2 separate regions of the Rattus norvegicus genome follow, and region 1 is linked to region 2. Evidence: chromatin contacts called from public Hi-C data. All regions are on one chromosome and are shown on one strand. Each heading gives the region's core, a stretch centred on a gene start, on an enhancer-like site or on the middle of the called end of the contact. The rest is flanking DNA. Distances are from core to core; before and after follow the strand shown. Region 1 overlaps Ripor3 (RIPOR family member 3). Region 2 has its middle 28 kb from the start of Ptpn1.

The links. A called contact is a pair of places that touch in the nucleus more often than the background predicts.
Region 1: a Hi-C map of liver shows a contact between it and region 2, with 7 times the contacts expected there. The contact joins two enhancer-like sites. A contact is called at or near these places in 6 of 12 Hi-C or Micro-C datasets (the A7r5 cell line, Schwann cells, hepatocytes and 2 more).

The regions. Positions count from the first base shown.
Region 1 is chr3:177,105,671-177,111,287 of GRCr8, forward strand. Ripor3 (RIPOR family member 3) reads right to left here. Exons shown (of 22, transcript XM_006235650.5): 18 at 4,918-5,079; 19 at 4,230-4,432; 20 at 3,952-4,035; 21 at 2,678-2,768; 22 at 766-2,320. The coding sequence ends at 2,223. It also overlaps a transcript of Ptpn1 not described here. Among named protein-coding and RNA genes, the nearest start is that of Ptpn1, 51 kb to the left of the region's middle. Within about 2 kb of position 3,996, at least 4 of the 93 cell types and tissues checked have an H3K27ac peak or open chromatin away from gene starts, as enhancers often do. A contact at or near this core is called in liver, where this site is marked.
Region 2 is chr3:177,026,416-177,032,102 of GRCr8, forward strand. No RefSeq gene overlaps it. Among named protein-coding and RNA genes, the nearest start is that of Ptpn1, 28 kb to the right of the region's middle. Within about 2 kb of position 2,851, at least 8 of the 93 cell types and tissues checked have an H3K27ac peak or open chromatin away from gene starts, as enhancers often do. A contact at or near this core is called in liver, where this site is marked.

The sequences.
Region 1 (5,617 bases), core at 2,746-5,245, 80 kb after region 2:
CACACTGCTCTGGAGCAGGCCAGGACCGGAAGCAAGGCAGCTGGTGAGGAGCACCCTCCTGGGAACAGTGTAGGTGACAGTCCTGAGAGTCAGCTTGCTAGCGCTGCTGGCACCAGTCACCTTGCTCAGAAGTGTGTGGCTCTTGAGGCTGAAGAGACTGATGATGGTGCTCATGACTCTTCTGTGAGGGGAACTTGACCTTCACATTGGGTGGCTTTTTTTAAAATAAGCGAAGGCAGCTGGAACTCCAGTCTGCCTCTTGCCAGCACTTCACATTTTGCCTTTCACCCAGAGAAGCCAGCACAGAGCCACTGGGGAAGGCGATGGCCTTGCCTGCACAGGCTGAGGAGATGGCTCAGCCGGCGTCCAGGCTGTGTCTGGAGCAGGGGGTGCACAGCAGCCTCACAGGTGGGGGCCTGAGAGCAGGCGCTGCCCTGTCCCCTGCCCCGCTGGAGGCAGCAAAGCTGCTGCATGCCTTAAGTCAATACTTACTCAGCAGGGCGCTCTCGTTCTCTCTCTCTCTCTCTCTCTCTCTCTCTCTCTCTCTCTCTCTCTCTCTAAATGGCCATAGAATAAACCATTTTTACAAAAATAAAAGCCAACAACAAAGTGCTCTGGAATAGCACCTTTGCAGGTGCGGGGGGTGTCTCAGGGTCTTCTGTGACCTCACCGAACTGTCCGACTGCACCGTTTCCAACTTGTGTCTCACTAATGGGTCTGCATTAGTTGCAACAATAAATGTTTTTAAAGAACAGGGACGTGAGGTGCTTTCATTTTCTTTATTCACAGACTTGGGCCAGGGTGGGCAGTCATTTGTCTACCCCTGCCAGCGTGAGGCCTACAGGGTAAGCACACTGTGCGTCATGTGACTGCTGAGATGTGGGTTCTCTACACTGTCCTTTCAGGACCTCCCCTTGGGCAGCCCAGGCTACCTTGAGACTCACAGGTCATTGGAATCCCTGGCCCAGCATCCAGACCTCCCCTTGGCCAGCTGCCTGTCAGATTTCATGGTCTTCAATCTCAGGACATCCATAAGCCTCATCTGATGTATGCTTGACTTAAACATGAAAATGAGACCCAAAAGTGGTGTGACCTTCCGTTCATGTATAAAACTAAATATGTAAGGCCCCAAGGTGACTGACTTCCAGTTCAGAGTCACTTGAGACTTGTGGAGTGGAAGATGTCACTGCAGAAAGCACAGCTCTGTACCCTTCGGGTTCACAGGTGGCTTGTGCATCAGGTGGTCCCCGCTTGGGTCCTGGCCACAGAACTGTGAGTGCTGTGGCTGCTCTCACAACCAAAGGCTTCAGGTATGAAAATGACTCTGAGAGTTACCAGTGTGGAAAGCTGACTAATAGTGACTGGGATAAATCCAGTGCAGTGAAGGCTTGACAAAGGCCTGGGGTGTCCCCAAATGCCCCCAGAAGAGGGCAGCCTACCATGAGTCAGGCATGAAGAATATAGGAAGGATCCCCAGTGGGCCTGCCGCCCCTCCCATGTTAAGGCTCTACGGATACAACATTCTCTACTTGGGGCAGTAAGGTGGCCATACGCCAGAGTTTGTAATTGAGATTTCAGAGAATGGACATGAACAAGGCAAATAAATACCAAGTCAGCACACATGGTCCACAGGGACCTAAGTGAGAGATGACTATGTCAGCCCTGAGAACCCCCTCGTGGGCATCTCAGACGCCAGCGTGGAGTGCTCTATTCACTTAAGTAGGAAACCCCTCGTGGGTATCTAACCCATCATGAGTCTCCCCAGCCGCTGCAGTGAAAACCTCCTCAGGTCTGAGCATTCATCCAAGGGCCCAGGCTGCCATGGAAGTGGACCTGCCTACTGGGAAGCTGCCACAGCCCTGTTTGTCAGACCAGTTCTGTCCCAGCTGAGGGTATGCAGGGAGCTCATACCCCATGCATGTCTGTCACCTTGCCCTGGATCCTCGATCCTCAAGACAGTGCCTGGCACTGTACCCCAGGATGGCAAAAACAGCATTTGGCGGAGGCCACAGCCTTAGAGGTCCCACATACCACTTGTGCCTGCTCTGTGAGTACATGACTGTTATCCCTGCGCTGAGGACCCAGTCTCAGGTAACTGTCCTGACCAGCTCACACTTGGGAGGGAGTGGCTTGGATGCTCCATCCAAATCCTGGGCACTGTGGAGGCCAGGCAGCATGAAAGGAAGAAAGAGGCCAGATTTGAGCTCATCGAGCACGGCTTCTTAAAAAATTGTGATCTCAACATCCGCTTCCTGACAGAAGGCTTCTTGTTCTGCGTGTAGTTTGTCCATCTTCTCAAAAGCTAGGCGGCCTTTCTCACCTGGAATGCAGAGGTGTTTGTCACTGGCTTGTCACCATCTTGGTGTCTCTAGAGGAGTAGGGCAGTAGTGCTTGGGGGGGTCCCTTGCTCCTGCTGATGACTGAGCAGGAACAGTCTCCAATGATGGAGACCTGGGCTCTAGCCTGACTTTGCCCTGCCCTCCATTTGCCAAGAGCCATAAAATGCAAAAGAGTTACATCCTGGCGACCAGCCTGCTGTGAAGGTAGCCTGCCCTGGCCAGGGGCTGCTCAGCATAGGATGGCCTGCAGCAGGGTCCCTAGCAGCCTGGTACTGACAGCTGAGGTGGCCTCAACCCTCTCCACTAGAACCTTGGGGACCCACTGGGCTACACTTTACCAAACGACAGTGTTGCTTCCCGTGCTGCGGCTCGCACGGCCTCCAGGTCAGACTGACATAGACTGACAATCTGTTCAATGCTTTCAACGCCCTGTAAGGTCAGGAGAAAAAGGGAGGGCTTAAGCAGCAGACAGACCTACCTCACTGTTGTCCCTGCAGTGCCAAACCCAGCATGTCCTCAAGGCCCTTCAGCACTTTAGGAAGTCTCTTCCCACCCCAGTGCAGGCCTGCAAGCAAGGCCACCAGCAGCAGCTCTGTGAACACCATCTAACAACCCAGCTGCCGTCTGGGACTTGCTAACTGGAACTCTCCTCTTCTTGGAGAACCAGAGCCTGATTGCCACACTCAGGGCTCCCACAAGACTTCTGACTCCTTCACCTAGCACCTGAGTCTCACCAGCCTCTGAGGACCTTTTGGGACATCACTGAGCAAGTGAAGTCACTGGGTTCCCTCTACACTGAGCTAGCTCCCACATAGAAGTAGGTAACAAGTTTATACAAAGGCAGAGGCAGATTCCCAGCATGGGAGTGCAGGGAGAAAATGGGGAAGGCAGGGCTCACAGGCCTTGAAGCCCACATGTCTCCAGTCCCAGAAGTTAAGCTGGAGCCCAGATTTATTTTATTTATTAATATATATAAGCACACTGTAGCTGTCTTCAGACACACCAGAGGAAGGCATCAGATCTCATTACAGATGGCTGTGAGCCACCATGTGGTTGCTGGGATTTGAACTCAGGACCTCTGGAAGAGCAGTCAGTGCTCTCTCCAGCCCCCCAGGATGGCTTTTAACAAACCTATTCACATAGTGAATAGGGTTTTTTGTTTGTTTTTGTTTTGTTTTGTTTTGAGATAGGGTCTCACCATTTGGCCTAAGCTGGCCTGGATCACAGGTATGTGCCAATACACCTGGATTTGTTTTCAGTGCACGAAAACTACTTTTGTGTGTGCGTGTGTGACCCTGAAGAGATTAGACATGTGCATGCGCGCGCGCACACACACACACACACACACACCTCCACACACAATGGACAAAACCAGAGCGAACAGGTGCTGTCTGCATTCCTGTTCAACTGGAGAGGAAGTCCTTTGGTGTGGGGACCTCTGCTGTTGGAGTCTGAGAGCTGGACGTTACTTGAAGTCCTCTTGCTGCTGGTGAAACCCTTTACCGCCCCACCATCCCATCCCTTGTCCCAGTGAAAACATTTCAAGCTGTTGCTGCTGTTTTGGCCCTCACCACTGATGGCCTCCTGTCACTCCTGAGGACAAGGAACTCACCCCGAGCTGCTGCAGAGCCATGCACGCCGCCTGCTGGAGCTTGGAGTCACTGTCATTTAAGGCATTGGTGTAGTATAGCAGGGCCTGAGGAAGAAGACCAGGATTGGACAGAGCTGGCATGACAGAGTGGGCAGGGCAGGCATAGGTCCCCAGCTGGGTAGAGCACTCTGCATACGCCCCAGTGACCCAGACTCAGCCCTTCTCCAAGCAAAGCTTGGGGTGAGACCTGTCAATCTGCCCAGCTGTATTGTCAGGTGGATTACCCCAAGATTGATCACCTTTTCCCGGAAGCGCTTGTTCCTGGCCGCGCTGGCCAGTCGCATTCTGGCAGCCCTGCACAGCCTCGGGGGTCCGTCCAGCTGCAGCCGGGCCCAGGCTTGAAGCGTCTGGGGCAATGGCTGCAGCTGGCTTAGACGCTTCCCGTGCAGCTTCCTCAGGGCCTTGGCTGGGCCCGCACAGTTCAGTTCCTCAATGAGAGTAACTGGAAGACAGGAAGAGGCAGGTGCTGTTGGTTGAGGCTTAGCCACTTCAGTCACATAGGGAACTCCAAGGCGGGCATCACCACGTCCCGACAAACATTTCCAAAAGTGGGTCAGACACGCCTTACAAATGAGCAGAACCACAGGCTGGCCTTGGCACAATGGTATACACCTGTAATCCTAGCACTTGGGAGGCTGAGGCATGAGGATGGTGAGATTGAGGTTGGTCTGTGCTACATAGTGAGACCCTGATTCAAAAAGAAACCAGAATAAGCCCAGGCGTCTAGGCTGCCTCCTCTCTCTGGAGCTGTTCTGGACCGTTCACCTCCCTCTCTTAATTTCCACCATAGCAGGCTGTGTTGTCACTCGATCTGATCTCAGTTTTGACAGAGGGAGAGTTACAGGGGCTCCCGAGTTGTGGCCCAAACCAGAGTGGGACAGGGTATGCTGTAACTCGCTTCCAGATTGCCACGCCACCAGGCCCTACCTTCCTTGGTGAGCTGAGTGAGGTGTTTCTCCAAGTCAGAGATGTTCTGCCGCTGCAGGTAGCTGTGGAACTGGAACCAGGTGACCACCTGCTCGTCCTGGAGCCCTGCTGTGACAAATAGCCCGCCACAGCCCAGCACCTGCTCCAGGAGCCTGCGACACACTGACAGAGAAGGGCCGTGAGCGGAGCCGAGGCCTCTCAATAAATAGGTCTGTGTCCGATGAAAGGGACTCAGGGAAAGGGGAGCCCAGGGGAGCCCCCTTAGAGCAGGCAGACTCCTGGTTCTAGAACCTTCCCTAGCCCAGAAGTTGGTAGCACTTGCCAATAAGGTTCAATTTGACTCAACTCTAACCCCTTTCCTATCTTTTCGTTCTTTATTTGACAAGGAAAAGGGGCATGCCAGCTAGCCACCAACCACCACAGTGGGCTCTGAACCCCAGGGCCGGAGCCTTGGAAACACACATGGTAACCAGCAGTCCAGAGAGTGGGATGAGCTTCCAGACTTCAGACGCTGCTTGCTCACCCCACAGGAAGTGCTACAGCTGCCTTCAGGAAGTGTCCAGCCTGATATCAGGACTCCTAGATGGCACATGCTTGCCCCCCTCCCTCTAAGAACCCTCGAAGGCTTGGTGGAAGGCACAGGGATTCACAGCCTGCTTTCCCAGGGGCAAGGCAGCGAAGATGCACAGAGATAGGACCC
Region 2 (5,687 bases), core at 1,601-4,100:
CAACAAGGATTTGCCATGACTAAGGTACGGCTAATGGGATGTGTGTAGAGCCCGGGACCTCAGAACACGTTTATCAGCCTCTGAATCCTTTGAGATACAACCCCCACCATTCCCTTCCCTCCCCAACCCATCCCCCAGTCATCCATCCTGTCTACACAGCTCTGCGCTGTGTCCCGGAGTCTACAAATGAGGTTCTATTCTAATAACTCGGCTCTGAGAACGTTGGTGTACTTGGAAAATTCCGTAACCCTCGCCCAAGGAGATCTCCCATCCCTCTTCTAAACAGGAAGTGGTAGGTGGGTTTGTTTTCCTTTGTCAGTTTAGTCCTGTGGAGAAAAGTCTTAGGGTCATCTAGAGAAAGCCACCAGGCGGGGTCCCCAAGTCTCAGCCGCTTTTCAGAGTCACTGTCTGGCATTACAAGTCCCCAGGGCCCTGCCCAGGCAGACTGGACAGCAGCAGCCACATACGGGCACCTTTGGAAAACAGCTCCTGGGAGTTTAGCCAGTTTTGCAGAACCAGATGGATTCTGGTGAACTGTCATTTTAAAAGCCCTCCCACCAGGCCAGCTGTGCAGCTTTGAGTGGGTTACTTAACCTATCCCTATCAGTACTCGATAAAATAAGGACAACCACAGCGCCTACGTCTGTGGGGAGACTGGCTTATTTCCCACCTTCTCAGGACAGAGAAGATGGGCGAATTTGGGTGACCGTTTGAAAAAGGAGACAAGGACTTCCTGGGGAGCCACTGATCCCCTGTGCTGCATGAGCCCAGATCAGGACGGGATGAGTGGAAGAGGACTGGCGTAGTTCCTCCACACGCACATGAGCATGTGCACAGCGGCGTGTACATAGTTCCTTAACCAGCGTTCTCGAGGCTCCGGCCTACTGGGCCCTCGTAGGAGGATTTGCCCGGTGTGGCTTTCCTAGTTCCGTTTCTGTTACCGAGATAAGGTATCAGAAAGCAACCTGAGGTTCCAAATTACAGCCCATAATATCAGGGCAGTTCCCAGGGCGGGAGCTTGAAGCAGCTAGTCGCATCACAGTCGGGGGCAGAGCAGATGACCGCATGCATGCTGCACGGTTGTTTGCTTGTTTGTGCCCCCGCAGCGGGCTGGGTCTTCCCACGTCGGCGAATGTAATTAACATAGTTAAGGCAGCCCCCACAGACGTGTCCACAGGCCTTCACCATATAGACAGTAAGTACTTCATTCACTGTGGTTCTCTTCCCAGAGGATCGTGGGTTGTGGTACGATACTCTGCTTCATGTGGTGGCTAAATCCTCCGGAGTGCCCAAAGCCTGAAAGTGGGCAAGCAAAGAAAACCCACGAGGAGAGGCTGCAGCCATGCAGACGCTTCGAGGGCAAGGAGGTAGGGTCACCCACGTTCCTGTAAGAAACTCTCACCCATGCTCTGGAAGGAGTCACTCACATTCCTGTAAAAGTCCCTCGCCCCAGCACCCGGCAGTTCACCAAGATAGACTTGGATAGATTGGTTCTTGGTCTGCCCCCCTTACCCTATTAGGGTAGCCCCAATTATCTTCTCCCTAGGGACAGCTTTGCTCGGGGGTGGGGAGTGGGGTGGGGAGAAGTAGGGGGATCTGTAAACAAAACAATCAAATTTAAAAACAAAATGTTTAACAGGAAAGAAAAAACTTCCGAAATGAGAAACATTTCACAACTAATAAAGGAGAGAGGATACCACACCTTCTGATGCACGAAATCCCACTGGGCAAGCCTGTGCCACTCAGGGATGGGAGACGTTGAACAAGTTCAGGCCTTCGTGACAAAATGCCTCCTTCCCCAAGGAGCATTTGGGAGGTGACATTAAACTATTAAACTGAGCACGTCCTTGGCCAAGACCCTGGCAGCCCTGCTTCTAGAACTTACCTCCTTGCACCTTTACACATATATGCATCAAATTTGAGACTAGTCACGGCCGTAATTTTTTTAATTTACATTTATGTATCTGAGGGGGGGGGGCTGCACATTCAATGGCGAGTGTAGTGTGGTCAGGGGGCAACTTGCAGGAATCAGCTTTCACCGAGTGAGCCTCAGGAATCAAACTCCAGGTCATCAGGCTTTTGGACAAATTTCTTTACCCACTGAGCCGCCTCGCTGTCCCTCAGAGAGTTCTGAACAGCAAGGTTGCAGGATCAGGTGGCCATGAGTGGAGAGCGAGTGCAGAATAACAGAGCTTTATGACACAGGACAGTGCGGGGAGGGTATAAAGGAGTGTGCCGTGTGAACCAGTCAGCAGACCTGTGCAGTGCCCGGGCCTCAGGAAGCAGCAAGGAGTCAGGTGCAGAGCCACACTGAGCATAGACAATCCACAGCCTCCTGAGTGGTGGGAAGATTGAGGTGTGTGTGTGTGTGTGTGTGTGTGTGCATCGAGCATCCCTGCTGAGGACACCAGGCAGGGCCAGTGGGAGCGGGCATGCACAAAGGACTCCGCCCCCTGAGGTAACTGAAGAGTGTTGTATTTCAGAACCCAAGAGGGAGCCCGGGGAGCGATGACAGGCAGCAGGTGGCTGCCAGATGCATCAGAGCCCTGCGGACCACCATTGAGGACCTGGTGTCCAGGCCAAGCGTGGGAAAGCATTCAAAAGATGACGACTGGTTCTCATTCCAGAAGCATCTTGCTGCCACGTGCAGAGAGTCATGGAGGAGGCAGGAGGAAGCTGTGATGGCTTCAGGGGACAGGAGGAGGTCCAGTGAGATCCAGCCAGGGAGGCAATCACAGCAGGACAAGGCTCGTAAGACAGCCACAGGGCCACCAGCCCTGGTACAGCGTGACTAGGGACATACTCACCTAGCTGTGGCCTCAAAGATCGGAGAAAGGAACCCACGATTAACCCATGCCCAGGCCATCGACCAGATGCTGACATCAGTAAGTACACACACGAGGGCAGCTGGACCAGAGCAGGCAGGGGAACTGATAAGAACAGATTCCACTGCATAAACAAGACAGATGGTGGGGGATCCCAGCTCCAGTTCCTGCCTGTCCTAAAACGCAGACCTACGAACACCAGGGGTCAGGTCGGAATGCTCACAGCAGCGTCCTCGAGGAGCCCCGTCTGCCTGTCCTTGTGAGCCACCTACAGCACTATAGTTCATCTACAGTGAACACAGCCCAGCAGTTCATCTTAGTGAACGCATTCTTTACACGCGCACGCAGGCATGCACACGCGCACACACACACGCACACGTGCAAAGCATGTACATACATCCTGTAATTCCTAAGACGTCTTGCGCGTCTCGTGTCCCTCAGCACCCATTTCCTCACAGTGTATATGTACACATGCACACAAATTAAGACAGTGCCAGTGCGGTGCCAAACCTCCCACCCAACACATCCCTCAAGCCTCCGTGGAGCACACACTGTGCTATTCTGAGAGGTTCTGGAAAAAGTGAAAACTTCACATTGGGTAGTAGACAACAGTCAGGGAGGCGTCCCCAGGCGGGAAAGGGGAGAACGGAGAATTTTCCCAGCGTTAGTACTGTTCTATCTATAGATCTGGGTGAGGTGTTTTATTTTCTAAACGTGTGCGTGTGCGTGTGCGTGTGTGTCCTCAGAGGCCGGAGGTAGTAGGTCCCCTGAAGCTGGAGTTACAGGTAGTCTGAGCTGCCTGACGCCGCCGGTTCTAGGAACTGAACATGAGTGCAGAACGACAGAGCTTCGGACAGTGGGGAGAGCATTGAAAGGAGAGTGCTGTGTGAACCGGGCAGCAGACCTGCGCTGTGCCTGGTGTGCACTCTTCCTTCTAGACGAGAAATACATAGTCTTGACCCTTGAAATGCTCTTCCTGTCTGTAAAGCACTTCATATTCTTTACAGTGGTGCTACTTGACAATAAAACAGGAGGTCTAAGGTGGTTGGACACCTACCCCGATCGCGTATTCGCGTAAGGCTCCGCACTCAGTCTCTAGCAATGCAGGAGAGGTGGGGTCATTTCCTCTAAGCCTCACCCAAGGTTTCTTTAAAATGATGTCTTGAGGGGTTGGGGATTTAGCTCAGTGGTAGAGCGCTTGCCTAGCAAGCGCAAGGCCCTGGGTTCGGTCCCCAGCTCCGAAAAAAAGAACCAAAAAAACAAAAAACAAAAAAACAAAAAAACAACAACAAAAAAAGTCTACTCCTGTAGAGGGCCTACCCAGCACCGCCATAGCAGCTCACAACCGGCTGTGACTCCAGTTCCAGGTGATCTGACGCCCTCTTGTGGCCTCTACGGGTACTGCACACACTGTAAACACGTGCGTGCAGACAAAACACCCCCCCCCCATACACACACACTAATAATAATGAAACGATATTTTGGCAACTGAATCTACATGGTCTCTGTTCTCAAGATCATCAAGTCAAACCATTTCAGCCTGTGGCTGGCACAACATAGTACTTGGAATGACTGCCGTGCCAGTGCCTGGGAGGCGGAGACAGGAAGATCAGAAGTTCAAGGTTAGGGCCAGCCTGGACTACAAGAGACTCTGTCTCAGAACAAAAATGGCCAGACTAAGAAAATGCACACTGTGTAACCTGAGGCCCAAGAGAGAGAGAGAGCGGGCTCACCCTGGTGTGAGGGGGTAGAGTCAGGGCAAGCGCATCCTAGAAGAAACAGAACTCACCCCTGAGAAATAATACTTAACCCCAGCTGTAGTGGCCTCACAGAGCCAAATGCGCCAGAGATGGACCCAGACCTGCCTCCATGGGGACACACACCAGGACTGAGCATGATGATTCCCAACCTCTGTGGCTGCCTTAAGTTGTAATGCCCTGCAGGGTATGGTTTCTCTGCATAGATGAAAATGACCTCTCCCAGGCCTTCAGAATATTATCTTCAGGGCTGCCGGCCACTGATCTCCATGTAGAAACAACAGGAAACAGAGTTTTCCTCTTCCTCACCCCCAGGACAGAGCTGACTGACAGACCTTGGGAAGAGCAGGAATGGGTGGGTGTGTCCACACTCAAGCAGGTGCCGGAAGGCTTAGGTGTCAGATCCCCTGGGGCTGGAGTTACAGGTGGTTGGGAATCATTCCCACCCGCTTGGATCACAACCTCAGGTCCTCTGTAGGAGCCGCTCAGCCTCAGCCTCCACCTTACTTACCTTTGAGACAGTCTTTCACCGAACCAGAGCTCACTGACTGCTGGACTGGCTGGCCACAGATCCATCCACACAGGCCCACAACCATAACTCCCATTTCGCACCGGTACTAGAGATCCAAAGGTCCTTGAGATTGTGAGACAATTGCTGGACGGATGCGGCCATCCTCCTAGCCCTAGATTTCTTATTGTACTGTGGTAGAGGTGTTGGAAAAGAACCCCCAAGGCCTTCTATGCTGGCCATGCACTCTCCTGCTAAGCCACATTTCCGCCCAGCCCCCACCCCACCCTCACCCCCAACCCCCGCCCCCGACTGGGGAATTCTATTGCTCTATTGCTCGGCCATACTCGACCCCAAGCACACACACCCCCTTAACTTTTTAAACCTCAGCCTTCAGTTGTTATCCTGTCTGCTGAATAGTAGAAAAGAAACATTAAAGAATTGTTTTTATTCACCCAAACGCTAGCCAGATGTTGGGCAAATTTTTCCTTAGTTTCTTGGGGAAAACTGGATCTCTCCAGAAGCCAGCAGGGAGGGACCAACAGAGCACCCTTGACACTGAACTTGACACTGAAAAGAGCGTCTGTGTCCTGGGAG